Regions from separate parts of the Drosophila melanogaster genome. Here region 2 is linked to region 1. A link is a contact called in public Hi-C data. All regions are on one chromosome and are shown on one strand. Each heading gives the region's core, a stretch centred on a gene start, on an enhancer-like site or on the middle of the called end of the contact. The rest is flanking DNA. Distances are from core to core; before and after follow the strand shown.

The links. A called contact is a pair of places that touch in the nucleus more often than the background predicts.
Region 2: a Hi-C map of the Kc167 cell line shows a contact between it and region 1, with 2.0 times the contacts expected there. The contact joins the promoter of Sdr here to the promoter of CG14853 in region 1.

What each region holds. Positions count from the first base shown.
Region 1 is chr3R:14,607,106-14,614,495 of dm6, forward strand. CG14853 reads left to right here and starts at 2,537. Exons shown (of 7, transcript NM_142119.3): 1 at 2,537-3,002. It overlaps stumps (stumps,), which reads left to right. Exons shown (of 7, transcript NM_001104322.2): 7 at 1-974. The coding sequence ends at 393.
Region 2 is chr3R:14,916,520-14,923,702 of dm6, forward strand. It overlaps Sdr (Secreted decoy of InR), which reads left to right and starts at 2,109. Exons shown (of 7, transcript NM_001300402.1): 1 at 2,109-2,910; 2 at 2,989-3,526; 3 at 3,585-3,732; 4 at 3,794-4,189; 5 at 4,253-4,469; 6 at 4,522-4,778; 7 at 4,849-6,564. The coding sequence starts at 2,359. The coding sequence ends at 5,347. lncRNA:CR45598 (long non-coding RNA:CR45598) reads right to left here. Exons shown (of 1, transcript NR_125163.1): 1 at 6,684-7,183.

The sequences.
Region 1 (7,390 bases), core at 1,287-3,786:
ACCAGTCCCACGGGATCCGAGCACTACCAAATGTTCCCCTCGAACATACCCGTGTACGGCAGCCAGCCACTGGTTGGATCCCAGAGCAGCAACTACCTGAACACCATCATGGAGGCCAAGGAGCAGGCGGAGACACAGCACTACCAAAACCAGAACGGAGTCACCCTGCAGCCCATTAAGCTGAACGAGCGATCGAACATCATCTACGGCAAGCTAACCAAGAGCAGCTCCGCCAGCGGATGCAGCTCCTTCAAACCCAAGCAGATCCCAGTACCATGTCCCCAGGTGGGCAGCATCGAGGTCCAGGCCGAGGTCTACCAGAATGTGGGTGACGTTGCTCCGGAAAAGGACTCCAAGGCAGAGGAGGAAACGCCAAACTACATGAACTGCTAGGCCATCCCAACGACACATATTGTAATCGAAAGATTCGAAAGATTTTCATATATTGGTATTCGTTCGATTTACATGCGAGATTTGAATTTTGATCGAAATCGAAATCCTTAATATTTGCTTAGTCTGTAAGCTCATCCATTGCATACTAAATGAAAGGATAAAATGAGTATGAACTAGTTATCGGTATTCTAATTATATGTTTAAGATATTCGAAAGAGTGCCTTGGGCCTTTGAAGTTTTTGAAACGGAAATTGGACAGTTAGAACATCAGAGGTCTCAAGATCACTTCGGATTACTTGTATTATCTCTGTAGTCTTCGGTTTCAGCGACTAATTGTACATTTGTGAAACGATTGCAAGCAACCAAATCAACATATCGCTAGCCTTTAAGTATAGATCCTAAGTCGATACCAACAAACCAAGCAGCTGACATATCAACGCGATTCATTCAACTCTAGGAATACCCACCCCATTTAGCGCTAAGATACCCACCTTTGGCATGCCGCTAAGCATGAAAAACTCGTTCATTCTCGACTCCTCAACCCGCAAAGTTAAACGCAATAAATTTTTTTATATATAAGCAAAGTCAAACCTATTTTCATTTGCACGTGCGAAGGACGTGATGTTTGGTGTGGCAGGACTTGTGGGAGGCAAAGTGTCCGTGGCGAACAGGAAATCGTGCGGAATCCCTTGCAACACGCAAAACGGGATTGCAACTGCCAACGTAAATTTCCCTTTTTTCGGAAACAAACGCAAGCTTTCATTTATGCTGACTGGAATGAGTTTTTCGCGCTTTCGCCCAAATAGAAAAGCGAAATGGAAAAGTGGAACGAGTTAAATAACACAAATGCTTGTAGATCTTTTTTCTGCTGACAATCTAATGGCCGCTTAGGGATTAATGCTAGCTGCAAAAAAAATTAGGAATAGCATTAATTCAGCTTATGACAGTCGGAAATTGTAATGGAAGTTTTTGGAGCACTGCTTAAACAAAAATTATTGCACCAATCATCCCTTGACCTTTTTGATTGTTGCAAATGTGCAAGGACCGTAGTTGAAGGACAGCACAAGCACATTTTTTCAAGAGTTCAAAATGGCATTCTTTGCATTACACATCACAATATTTAATATTCAGATTAAAAATGATATTTACTGCACCAATACCAGGGAGATTTAATTTTGTTCCTCCCCCAAAAGCATGCCACAAAAATGCTGAAAAGCGAAATGCGGAAACCTCATAGGAGTACTCAGTACCCAGCATCCATCCTCGTCGGGCTGCCTCCAGCATCCGCCACTCGAGGGCATACATGGATCCATATATGCAGTGTAGCTGAGGAACAAAAAAGAATACCATAAATGTATAAGCAAGGATTCGCACTAAGCCGGCATCTCTTAATTCACACTCAATGGGCCGCAAAAATCTCTCGCTGCGCTCCCGTTGCGTACGCTCTGCATAGTATTTTTCCCAGCTGGCTTGCCACTCGCGTTGCATGAACACCCACACTAACACTGATAAATCTATACCTTCACAAAAACACACACACACAGAGACGGAGGGCAGACAACATGGCCACAATCAGTCGGCCATCAGTCTTTGGCCTGCACCATTTCCGTATCCGCTCCGCTCTGTTGTTTGTTTTGTTTCTCTGCTGTAACACAGCGATAGAGTTACAGAGAGAGCGAGAGAGAAAGAGCTTTGTAAGAGCAGAGCTTTTATATGAAAGGTTTACAATATTCAAAATACCATTAAACTTACAAAGATGCTAACATTTAATTTTGAAATAATTTAATACATAATAAATGAATAACTAATTAGTTATAAAAAATGGGGTTGCAACAATCAGTGGCTTGTTTCATTGTATAATTCTGTATTAAAACACAGAAAAATACAATGTATTATCTAAAGTATATATATTTATAGGAACGTATGGTCATTACTGAGAAAACAAAACTCTCCAAAAAACCATTTCATTAAAAATTAGCTGAAAAGTACTTCATCATACCCCTCACTGCATACAGGGTATTCAAAAAAGTGAGAGCAAAGCGCGTTGAGAGAGAGAAAGCTGGCAAAAGAGAGCGGGAGAGAGCCGAAAGCTTTTACTTGAGCAAGGTAAAAGCGAACAAGTGTGTATAAAAAGGACATTTCGTTCAGTCGTCGACTTTGTTAATTAAGCGAAACTGCGACGCAAAAAAGCGGAACAAATTTTCTTTGGCCACAGAGAAAAACGTTTCCATTTTCCGCTGCAACAAATTATTTAAAAAGTAAAACATACTGTTTGTCGTTTACTTGCATAAAAAACAATCGTGCATCTGAAAATTGTGAATGTTAGCGCGTAACCAGTGAACCAAAATCGAAGGACGTGTTTTGTGTGTGTAAGTTTATGCAAAGAAAACACTTGCAACCATTTTTGCAGCTTCAACTGCGTAGAAGCCAAGGAAAACACACGTTAATTACATTATACCCACGCCGCAGAATCTTTGATTCGCTGAAAGTCCTGGGACTCAGTACTAATTAATCCTGGGACTTGCTGCTTCCACAGCTGGGAAAATTCCGAGAGGCTGCAAATGCATTAAGCAGGTGGACGGAACACCGCACACCGTAAATAATTGAAGGTAGGTGAAGTTGCCCTGTCAGCAGGCCAGTGAAACTGATGCCAGATTTCAACCCACATCACCGCCACGAATCCACGCATTAACCTTCGTCCTTGGCGGGAATTGTGTGCTCTTCTGGTCGGCATTTTTGTATATTTTAATTATTTATTTCTGCCACTCGAGAGCGGTTGCCACCCCAGAGTGCTGAGCACTCGAAACTTTCTGCACAGCAACACATTTTTAATGATGTGCTAAACGATCATCTCGAGGCCCATGTAAATTTTCACCTCGAAATGCGGAGCTTAACCCCTTGGGTTTTCATGCGACATATTTGTAAAATGTAGATGCTGGCAAAAGGAAATGCCCTATGGCCGAAAATAATGGAACGATGTTGTTGTCTAATTATTTTATGTTGCTTAGTTAGCTTCCAGTTTCACTGTCTAGAAATATACAAGAATTCACATTTTAGAACTACTTTCTTAAACAATTTAATCTTGTTTTACAAAAGTAATAGGCTTAAGTACGTAGAAATCTTGCCATTTGATAAAAATTATATAGATAGATAGGCATCTATTATTTTTGCCCCATAAGAAGGATAACCCTTGGGGTTATTTTTTTGTTGAGTGCAAAATTGAAACAACAAAATATATCCCCTTTATTGCCAATTGAAAATATAGAACATTATATGTGCATTCTCTTATTACTTTAATTTTGAAAAATACATTTAAAATTGAAGTGTGATGAACGCATATATTGCAGTTTAATATCAATAAACAAAAAGTCTAAAAGTGAAAAATAATTTTTGCAACACTTAAAGCGCCAAACTCTGCAGACTGGTGACTTAGTGCATATAGTATTTTCCGGGTTTGTGACAATCACTTCACTGGTTTTTTGTTTCGGGCTCTTCTTGGCTTGTCACCAGCGTCTTTGGGTCGAGTTGGCGGGCACTCATAAATATTTCAAGAAGTCAAAGCTGGGCTGTGTATGTCTTGTGTGTCCTTTTCCTAGCAAATATGTAAGCAGCCGCAACTTGTTAGCGTGTGTGCCTGTACAAACACTAGCAAACGACAGCGTTTCGGCTTCGCTTTCTGTGTCAGCCAGCGGCTTTTTCATCCTCTTCATCATCTTCTTGGCCAAGAAGACGTCGCATTGTTGCTATAATTTTAATTACCACTTGGGTGACTTTTGCGCCGTGAGTCGGTGAAAAAGAGACTCACTGTATGAGTGAATGAATGAATGAATGGCACAAGACAGGCTGCCGAGTGGAGGCTAGAAAGCATCTGAAAGACAGAGTGTGTATGTGTAGCTCGCATATATAAATTCCTGTTTAGGTATAATGCAGAACCGACAAACAAAAACCCTTGCAATACAATGCGAACAATTTCAGAGAAAAGCCGCATTGTTATGGCAAAGCCACAGGCAACTGGAAAATATTGCGCATACGCCGCGTACGGCTGCCACTCAAAGTTATGCTGCGTATGGGAAATGTTACACACAGCATAATTGCTTATTTGCCGCTTCGGTGGCGATCTAAACCATATTCGGTTTAGACACAGACGAATAGATAACCATCCCCCATCCGCCAAGTATCGATTGTAATTCATACAAAGCCAATGACCACAGCGAACCGCCCAAATGTCCGTCCTTGGGCGTTTTGTTGGCGGGTGGCAGCAAATTAAACTTTCTATAGACAAGTTTTTCGGTCTACAGAAACTTTTTCTTTGCCATATTATAATACCTAAGGAGCGATAAAATATGAGAGAAGCTTCGCAACCAAACGACGTGGCTTGAAATGGGGTTGTATTTGTTTCCATTAAAGTAGATACTTGAAATTTTAGCCATCTACAAGATTTCCCTGGCGAATATTAAAGTACTTTTAGTTTTCTAATACAAGTTTCCTACGAAAGTTTGGAAAGTTTTGGCATATTTAATGTTATGGGTTGTCAATTCAATCGACCGTCATTTTATGAGAGTACTAGTCAAAGTTTATTGAATTTTTTCGACATCCATTCCTCATATTTTCAGATTCCTTTGAAATTCTAAAGCCAATTTCTGCTGGGCTTAGAAAATAAGCATAAAAGGTCACCAAAGCTTACACAAGCCACTTTACATTGATTGGAAGAGCAAAAGTTGCGATGACTATGTAGTTAGCAGTCAAAAGCATAGGAAAGGTACTTTACCATAAGGTACTGTTACCATAATATTTGGGCAACGAATAAAAAAGACAGTTAAATGGCCAACGCTTGGCAGCCGCTCAAAGAGCCGCAAACGTAATTGCAACAGCAGCAATAGCGATAACAACGTTTTTGGGACGATCATTATAATCATGCAATTTGGCCCACGTCCTTTCAAGGACTGGACGCTTTCAGCCAAAGGAAGAAAATATTTACAAAGAATTGTTATTGCAGTTTGCTAAGTCGTTTGACTGTGCTGTCCCATGAGCATATTTATACTCTATCATAAATTCGCCTTTTATTGACAACATTTTGCCAGGCGACACCACAGAACGAAAAACAAACTTTATTCTTCAGGTTTTTGAGGTTTTTAAAGTAGCACATTCGTGAGCTTTAAATAATAACCATACTTTTGGAAGAGGGTTACTTTAAACAGGAGTATTAAACAAAAAATTAGCAATTTATAATTTGATATGCCTTGTTTAAACATAAGGCCTGTAAATATAAATAGATATCAAATATGAAGGTTTATTAAGATAATTAAAAAGTATATGCAAAGGTATGCAAATGTGCTGATACCAAGCTTTACCCATACAGTTTTTTACTCTGCATTTATTGGCCTGACCAGATGGGTTTGCTTGCACTATTTGCCGGCTAAAAAATGTATTAAGCGGAAAACTCATTAACGGCTTGTGTTGTGATTGGCCAATGGCAAGGACCTTGGATTCGGTAGTGTCAGCTCCTTTGGTTGGCCAGTTAGTTAGTTGTTGGCAGGCGATGGAACTTCGACTACATATTGCATGTTGTTTTGGCTCAAATAAGCCCCAACAGGCCGGCAATTTGGCAAACATTCGTATGGGCCTAGCTGGGGATTGGTATCGCAGTCAACCCATTTAAGTGTTTGTTATAAATTATTCGGCGCATTTTCAAACTGGACAACCGAATTGCAGTAACGGCAATGGCTTTTTATGCAATTTTACTGCACTGTGGCCGCCATCTGACCCCATGACGCATTTGCAACATACATACGCTCACTATGTGGCACAAGTGGCTCACGTACATACATAACTTTCCGGTTCGCCGACTCTAGATTTGGCTCAAACAAAACGGGGTTGGTTGCCGTTTAAATTCAGGTACGGCCAACTCTTGGATGGAAATTCAATTTGCCCGCAGACATTTTAATTATGCAAATGAAAATGATTTGAGTACGTAGCCAGCACCTGTTTGTGGTCTCATCATAGACAAAGTTTTCCTATTCAATTCCTTACCACGTCATTGAAAATACCGACAAATTGGCAACTGCTCTTAAAATCACATAAATTGCGGCTTGCGAAAAACTAATTAAACTATCATAAAAGCTATAATTTGTTGATAGCATAATGACAATAATTTATAGTTGTCGATAAATTACGTACCAAATTGTCTGCTTTTGAAGGTTAAAATAATCGCAATTTTTATATTAACGCATGGAAAATAATACGTTAATAAGTATATATGAAAATAAACACTCTTCCCATCAGAATTTAACTATTCTAGTACTGTTTCCTTGTTTCTTTAGTTGGTTTGAAATCTCGAAACTGACAAAAGCGAAACTTTAGTTTATAACAGCTTTAGGAAGTTTCGAAACGTTGAATTACTCAGAAGAAAACTTGTTTTGAAATTAGTTTTTCCACTCGTGTTAATTGAGCTCCACTGAATAAGTTAGTGCTTAAGAGCGGAAAAGTAAAGGGTTTTTTGTAAAAGAGGAAATCTAAAGCTGTCATGAGAATTGTGGCACATGGTGAGTAGTCGCAAAGTACTTTTAAAAGCTTTTTTCCAAAACAGTTCCCCCAACGAGCAACATGTCCTTTTTCGCAACCTTGTAAAAGTCTGGGCTGAAAATTAGCAAAAAAAAAATATATACAGATATACTCGTAGGATTGGGAATATGGCTGCAGTCCTGCGATTGAGTTTGCGTGACAGGATGAGCCAGACATGTCTGACATTTGGAAATGCCAGAAAGGATCAACCGACAAGTAAACAAATCGCAGACTGACTGACTGACGTGTTGTTTGCAGAGACAGAAAGAGAAAGCACGTCACCGGGCGACAGAGACGGGTGACATGAGCCAGCAATTAGGATTCAATGCATTGGGTATAAAATACAATTAAGGGCCATTTGGAGCAGTAAACAAGCAGTGAGCAGCGAAAGCCATGCCCGTTTGGTTTTGGCTACAGCACGTTGCAAGATGGTTAT
Region 2 (7,183 bases), core at 859-3,358, 310 kb after region 1:
TCATCATCGCTGGAGGGCTGTTGTCAGTTCCCGCTGCCCCTTTGGTTGCCCCTTTCAAACGGCGCCTGTGTGCTGCTGGCATATTCAATAATTGGCGCCCCTGGTTATGGGGGCTTCCGTGGTGAGGGGTGGTAGTGGGCGCTGGTGGGGATGCTCATAGTTTGACGTGCCGCCGGAAAGGATGCTGCATTAAATTCCGCGCGTTTCACATCAGCGCAGGCTCTGCAAATTACTGCGAAAATTGATTCACAGGCGGGTGGCGGGAAAACGGAGAAAAAGAGCACATCAGCTAACGAAAAAATCATTGATAGTTATGCCTGTGTGGTTTTTTCACACGTTTACTGCGATTTTTTATGTGGGTGCAGCTGGTGATTTTGCGTGAATTTGTGCATTTTGCACTCGTTAAAAAAAGATACAGTTTATGGCAGTTTTGTTTTTAGAAATAGAAGTTGGCTTTAAGCATATTTAAAGCTAAAAATAACGTTTTATGATAAATAATAATAATAAATTACTGCCTATATTGACCATTGATGATGGTTTTATCAATTATTAACTAATTTTGAATGGATTATCGCGACGGTAACATAAATTATTATGTTTAAAATAATTTTTGGAATAGATATAATAACTAAATAATTATCCTGGGGTGAATTAGGCAGATTTTATCCGCTGTTACATATGTAATGATATATTCAAAGTACTACACTAAAGATATACCCTATAATAACAAAGTGAAAATTTGAAATTATTTCGTGCGTTTTTATGTGGTTTGCCCATTAAAATATCTAAAACAACGGGGCACAATTTTGCGCAAATTATTTATAGATTTCTATTGCTATTGTATTTAACACATAAATATATTATCTATTTTTTTGTTATTGAACAATCATTCAAGCTGCGTATTCAATTGGCATCTGACTAAATTTAGAAAATTCTTTTTCCGATTCCATTGAGCGTTACTTGCACCTTAATGAACTGCCAATTGCGCGTTGTTCAATGCTCACTACTCTACCAATTGGATTGGAGCTTTGGTTCACCCCCTCCCACCATTTTCGCTCTTATTTTCACTGTTTTTTTGCATTCACTCTAATTGAATTGTTCGCCGGTGCAATTTAATTTCTGCGCAAATGCAAAAACAAAAGGCAAAGACATGCACTCTGGGGAAAAAGGTAAAGAACGCCGGTAGGTGGCTAAGGGGAAGGTAGCTAAGGAGGAAGGGGGAAGAGGATCCAACCGGTTTGCAAATGGTTGCAAGGTCACATGGGGAGTGGGGGCGTGGCAAGGGGCTGTGGCGGTTGCAGAAGTAACAAGTGTTTTTCGGCTGACGGCAACAAGGAAACGACAATGAGAAAAACGTGAAAGGTAACAGATGCGTAAAATAATCGCTCCCCAACAAAATGAAACAGTGGCGTGCCAAGAATTTCAAAAAGGGTTTCCAGTTTTTGAATTTCATTTGTAGCTCCACAAATCGATCTATCAAAAACCGTAAAAGATCATACGAATTATCATGGTACTCTTAATCTTAATTTTAAGTTTCGTATATCACTTTTTTAATTGACTGCAAAAGGGCATTAGGGGGTTTAAATTTGATTGAGAAAACTAGAAACAAACAAATAGCAAGACCGGCAAGTATATTATTTTACGATATTGTTTTACGAAATGTTTACTTTCATTAACGTAAATATTACCAGACTGCTCCCCATCGAATCATCAGTCTTCTTCTCTCACAACAGCCACCACCTTTGATTTTCATTCTTGAGCAGTTTTTATACACCGAGTCGAAAAAATAGTTCTGGTTTTTGAAGATATTTAGATATTTATATTAGAATTGGCTCTATCAAACAATATGCTAAATATTTTATTATTGTAATAATTTTGGAAATCTGCTTAAAAGATATTTTGCTTAAGAAAAAGGTTACTAAATATGTTCGCTTTGCATACATTTTTAGGTTCTTATAAATGTCGACAAATTTGAATAGTTTTATGAACACTACACGATTTTCCGCTGGTGTAGCCGAAGGGTTTAGAGAACGAAGACGAGCGCATAAAAAAGAAATAACAGTGTGAAACAAAACCAAACAAAACAAAACAAAGTGAATGCCGAAAGAAGAGGCTAATTAAAGAGATCGAAAGCACAGAACGCTGTTCGAATCGAATGCCATCAGTCCAAATCGAATCGTTGCCGCGAACGCAGCTCTCTTCAAAAGCGGAAAAAATATTTAAAAAAATATATAGTTCAACCGATCGATCGTGCGAGAAAAACGACATTGACATTCAAGCGGGCGCGCTAATTGATCCATTGGAAGCCCCCTTAACGCCCGGGTCAAGTGCTCTCAATTGGAAGTGTCAGGTGGCAGCATGGGGCATCTGCACCCCGTTCCCAACCCCCTTCCGATCCCCATCTCGATCGCAGTTCCGTTGATACTGCTGTTTTTGGGCGCCTCATCGCCGGTTTTGGCCAGTTCCGATGATCAAACCGCCTGCGGATCGTTGGAGATAAATAAGATTGCGGACCTGCGGAAACTGCAGAACTGTACTCATGTGGTGGGTCACGTTCGACTGGCCTATGTGGATCTGACGGATGTATCCGGCAACTACAGCCTGGATTCGCTGGCCAGCAATGTGACCGAGATCAGTGACTACCTAATGGTGTATCGCTGCACGGGTCTGATCAGCCTGCAGTCGATATTCCCACGGCTGCGTATCATTCGTGGGCAGGAGCTCCTCTTTGATCAGTACTCCCTGGTGGTCTACGAGAATCGCAATCTCAGGGAGCTCGGCCTGGTGGAGTTATTGCGCATCCAGAGCGGATTCATTCGCGTCGAATCGAATCCCTTGCTGTGCTTCGTGGAAACCGTCGATTGGATATATCTAATGGGCAATGCCACTCGGCAGCACTTTTCCCTTAAAGTGAGTGAAGATATACTTGGGCATATGTTCCTTGATATTAAGCAAATATTGGATAAATAACTTTTTTATTAACCATAGCACAACAGACCGCAAAGTCAGTGCCCTTTGTGTGGTAGCCTGTCAGCGGACTTCGAGTTCATCCGGAACTCCTCGGAGCGCTGCTGGAACGTGAATACGACACAACTTCGCCCCCAACCGCCCAGACTTAAGGACTGCCCCATTGCATGTGGCCTAAACGGATGTGATAGTGCGGGCAAATGTTGTGATCACAACTGTGTAACTGGTTGCTATTCCCAAAACTGCTCCCTTTGTGCAAACTACCAGGGAAGAATGGGATGTGTCAATCAGTGTGTCGCCAGCTATGAATTAAACAAGAGGAGGTGCATCGGTCACAGGGAGTGCCGGGAATTGGGAAGGATTCCCCTGATACGCGGCTATCAGTGTGTGAAAAAGTGTCCGGGAAACCAGAAAGAGATTTTGGTCGCCAAGGGCATCATCCACTGCCAGGTGGAGTGCAACGGCGATTTTCACGTGAAGAGTGCTGCCGACCTGGAAGTTTTACAAGACTGTGTGACGATCAATGGTTCACTTACCATCGAACTCACCAATATTAAAGGTGTGTTTCATATCATATATGATATCTGTATAATTTACTTACATAATACATTTTCCAGAAAAAATTGTAGATGCCTTGGAAAATGCGTTGGCCAGTGTTAAAGAGATCACTGGGTATCTGAAGGTCATACACTCTGCACAGCTGATGTCGCTCACATTTCTTCAGAATTTGGATGCCATAAGAGGGGATAAGCTGGTGGAAAACAAGTTAGTTTGAGAGGCAAGGATTGTATTGAAATTCTAATAATATTATTTATCTCATTTTCAGATACGCCCTGTATGTAGTGAATAACTACCATTTGGAGCACATTTGGCCACCCAATCACCTGGTGATCATTCAGCGCGGTACACTATTCTTTCACCTGAATCCCCGCCTGTGCTACGAGAAAATCCATCAGCTACAGGGCTCCCTGAAAAGCGGAGAGAATATATCCGTGGCAGATGTATCCCCCAATTCGAACGGCGAACGCGTGATTTGTGGCGACGCGGTGCGCTCCCTCAATCCCAAAGTGGAGGACCTAAATTCCACTGCGGTACGCATCATCCTGGACTACATGGACTGGGAGGGTATGGAAACGCTAATAGGATATTCGTATCACTACAAGGAAGCCCCGGTGCAAAACGTGACTATGTACGATGGTCGGCATGGTTGCGGTCATGACAAGTGGGTGTGGACTCCTCGCCCTCACCAAGTTTACCTACAGTGATTCTGTTTATAATTTTCCAGCTGGCTGATGGACGTTGTGCCCAACCAGAGTCGACGTCATGTGATAAGCGGTCTGAAGCCCTACACACAGTATGCGTATTTCGTGAAGACCCTCACCAGAACCGAATATCATATTCAGATAGATGCCTACTCAAAAATCGGCTACTTCCAGACGCTACCGGATAGGCCAAGTCCTGTGCTCCGAATATATGGCAGTTCGGAAATCAGTTCCCAGATTGTAAGTACTTTTCAAAATATATCTCTCAGCTTAAAAACTTGTTCATTTCCAGCTTCTTCACTGGTGGCCACCGAGGCGTCCAAATGGAGTCATTAAAAATTATTTTGTGACCGCCGAAAAGTACAATGCTACCAAGGAAGCAAAGGACAAAAATTATGTGAATGTTGAGTTGGAAAATGCTAAAGACATCGATTGTGAGTGCGCTGGTGTACTGCCCTACTATTCAGGTCCTCAGCCAGATGACGAGGATTACTACAACAAAGAGCAAATCACCTACGAGGATGCGTTGCCCAATCTCATTTATGTTTCGTAAGACAAGAAAATATGGTTTTCTTTGAAGTTTCAATTGAAATAATATACAATATTATACCATCTATAGGCGCAATCACGACTATCGCAGAAAGGAGTTCGAAAAAGTGATTAACTATGAGCACCTGTTGTCCATAAAGAAGGATGAAGAGCCCACCAGACCGCCCACAACCACTCCTGCTCCTACAAATGCAACATTGGCTAAGGAGAGATTGGCCGCAATTAACTATGAGAATTATCGCCTGAATAGCGAGAAGAAGCAGCGGGATCTTCAGGACTTGGACCAGCACAAGTATACCATCCGACATGCCTTGCCCAAGTGCCAAAACTCCCACGCATCCGTGGTCCAGCAAGTGGAGGAAAAATGCGTGGCTGAGGAGCCCTTGAGTGGCTACGAACTTCCGGGCACCCAGCACTTTTACTGCCTCTCCCAGTTGGAGCCGGAAACCCATTACCGGATCACCATACGGGCTTGCGTCGAGGGCGTGGTCAACGGATGCTCAACTCCGGCGGAAGCTGTAATCAAGACTGCAAGCATCCAACTGGAGCGATTCATCAAGGGTGTTTAGCAGAGAATCCTCGATCGCAGACTTTCTGTATCCGCTGACAAGTGATAAATGCTAGACCCATATGACGATAGGCATGTTGAAAACTTGATGCAATATCAACCTAAATCAACGTGTTTAACATTTACTATATCTGTATTTATTGTTCTAAAAAACTTGACATAGAAGGACCGCTGGACCTCTTATTTTTCCAGACTATATATGTCGTAGTTTTACTATTTGGAATTAATTTTTTTTTTTAATATTTTTCGGTTTTTAACTTTGATTATAATTAGACTGAACAGCTTTAATGCTTTTTACTTGAATCAATTGTTAAAATGTAATGTAATGTGTAAGCCGTGTCATATGGGCCCAACTAAGTATTGTAAGTCAAGTGACTGTAGTTCCTCCAAATGTATTGTAAATGTGTAAATGCCAAACAAATCCTCGACAAGCGAGCAAATGTTTTCATCAGTGCTAATTTGACTTATCAGCTTATCAGACTTAGCCGCACGTCCTTGCAATGTGTGCCAGAGCCAGAAACCGTTCAAAGGGAAAAACCCTCACTGACAGCAGTGATTCCTGAGATCCTCAACTTGGCCCGGAAAGCGGTTACCTTTCTCTCGAGATTGGCCATGGCATAAGCCTAGGCGAAACTAACAACAGCAGGCTGCCTGGAACTTCCAACGCATGCCACTTAATATGCAAATATGCCGCAAAAGAGCTTTAAACTTTAAAACACTGACAAAAACTAGAACTAATCCCCACCATCGAAAACTGGGCGGAAAGGGACTAGGTCGAGACGATGCTTTTGCTTTCGGTGTGGAGTGGAGTCAAGTCGAGTACGTGTCATGTGTCGCCTTGTTTGTGGCCAAGTTTTCGGCGCAGCTGGAAAAGTTCCATGAAAACGTGTCCCACTCAATGGGGAAAAGCGGTTCGTGATTGACGCAGGACTAAGTATGAGCGGCGAGGGGTGAGCGGGATGCGGGAAGCTAAGGACGCTCAGAGTGCCTGCAGAGGAAAAGGATTTCAATTCTGCCGCTGACACTGACGCGCAATTTAACTACCTTAGAGGTCGCGAGTGAAGTACTCCAAAGGGGGTAACTTGGCGACTATCCCTTCGCGTACTTTGGAAGCTTCACTGCAAGAAACTCACTAGCACAAATTTAGGTCATATATAATATACTGCAATTGAAAGCCAATCAATAAAAGGTATAACATTTCATTGTCTACAATAAAATTCCCTTTAAAAATACTCAAGTTTATCATATTTGTTAGTCTAAGCTAGAGTTTCTTTTTAGTGAGCTAATACCCGCTGGCAAACCTTATTCAACCTACTGAGTGTAACTAATCTCTTTTTCAATTTTTGATGTAGCCATTTAAATCAACTGGCTGGACTTAAAGCAAAATGCTGGGCAGCTGGAAACCACTTATGCCACATCCTTTGGCGCCGTCTTTAAGTGGAGGAAGGAAGAGATATGGGGCTGTGTGTGATCTTATCCTAAACCAATTGTATTTCAATATTTCACTGTCCCCTCCTCTTCGCCCTTTGCTGTTGCACCATTTTTCGCGTTATTTCCGTTGCCATAGACGCAGTTGTAGTAGCAGCTGTAGCTGTGGTTGCAAACGTAGTCCTTGCCGTGTAGCCTCGTTATCCTTGCACTCGTTTGTTATCTATGCACTTGCCGGGCCAAGCACTTTGGGTGCGGTTCGTCGATGTCAGTGCGTCAGTTTAGCAGTTCCTCCGTCCGCCCGTTGGTCCGCCCGTCCGTCCGTCAGTCAGGCAGGCAGGCGGACAATAAAACTGAGTGCACCGCAACTCGGACTAGTGCTGTTCAATTGGAGTTTATTTAATATATG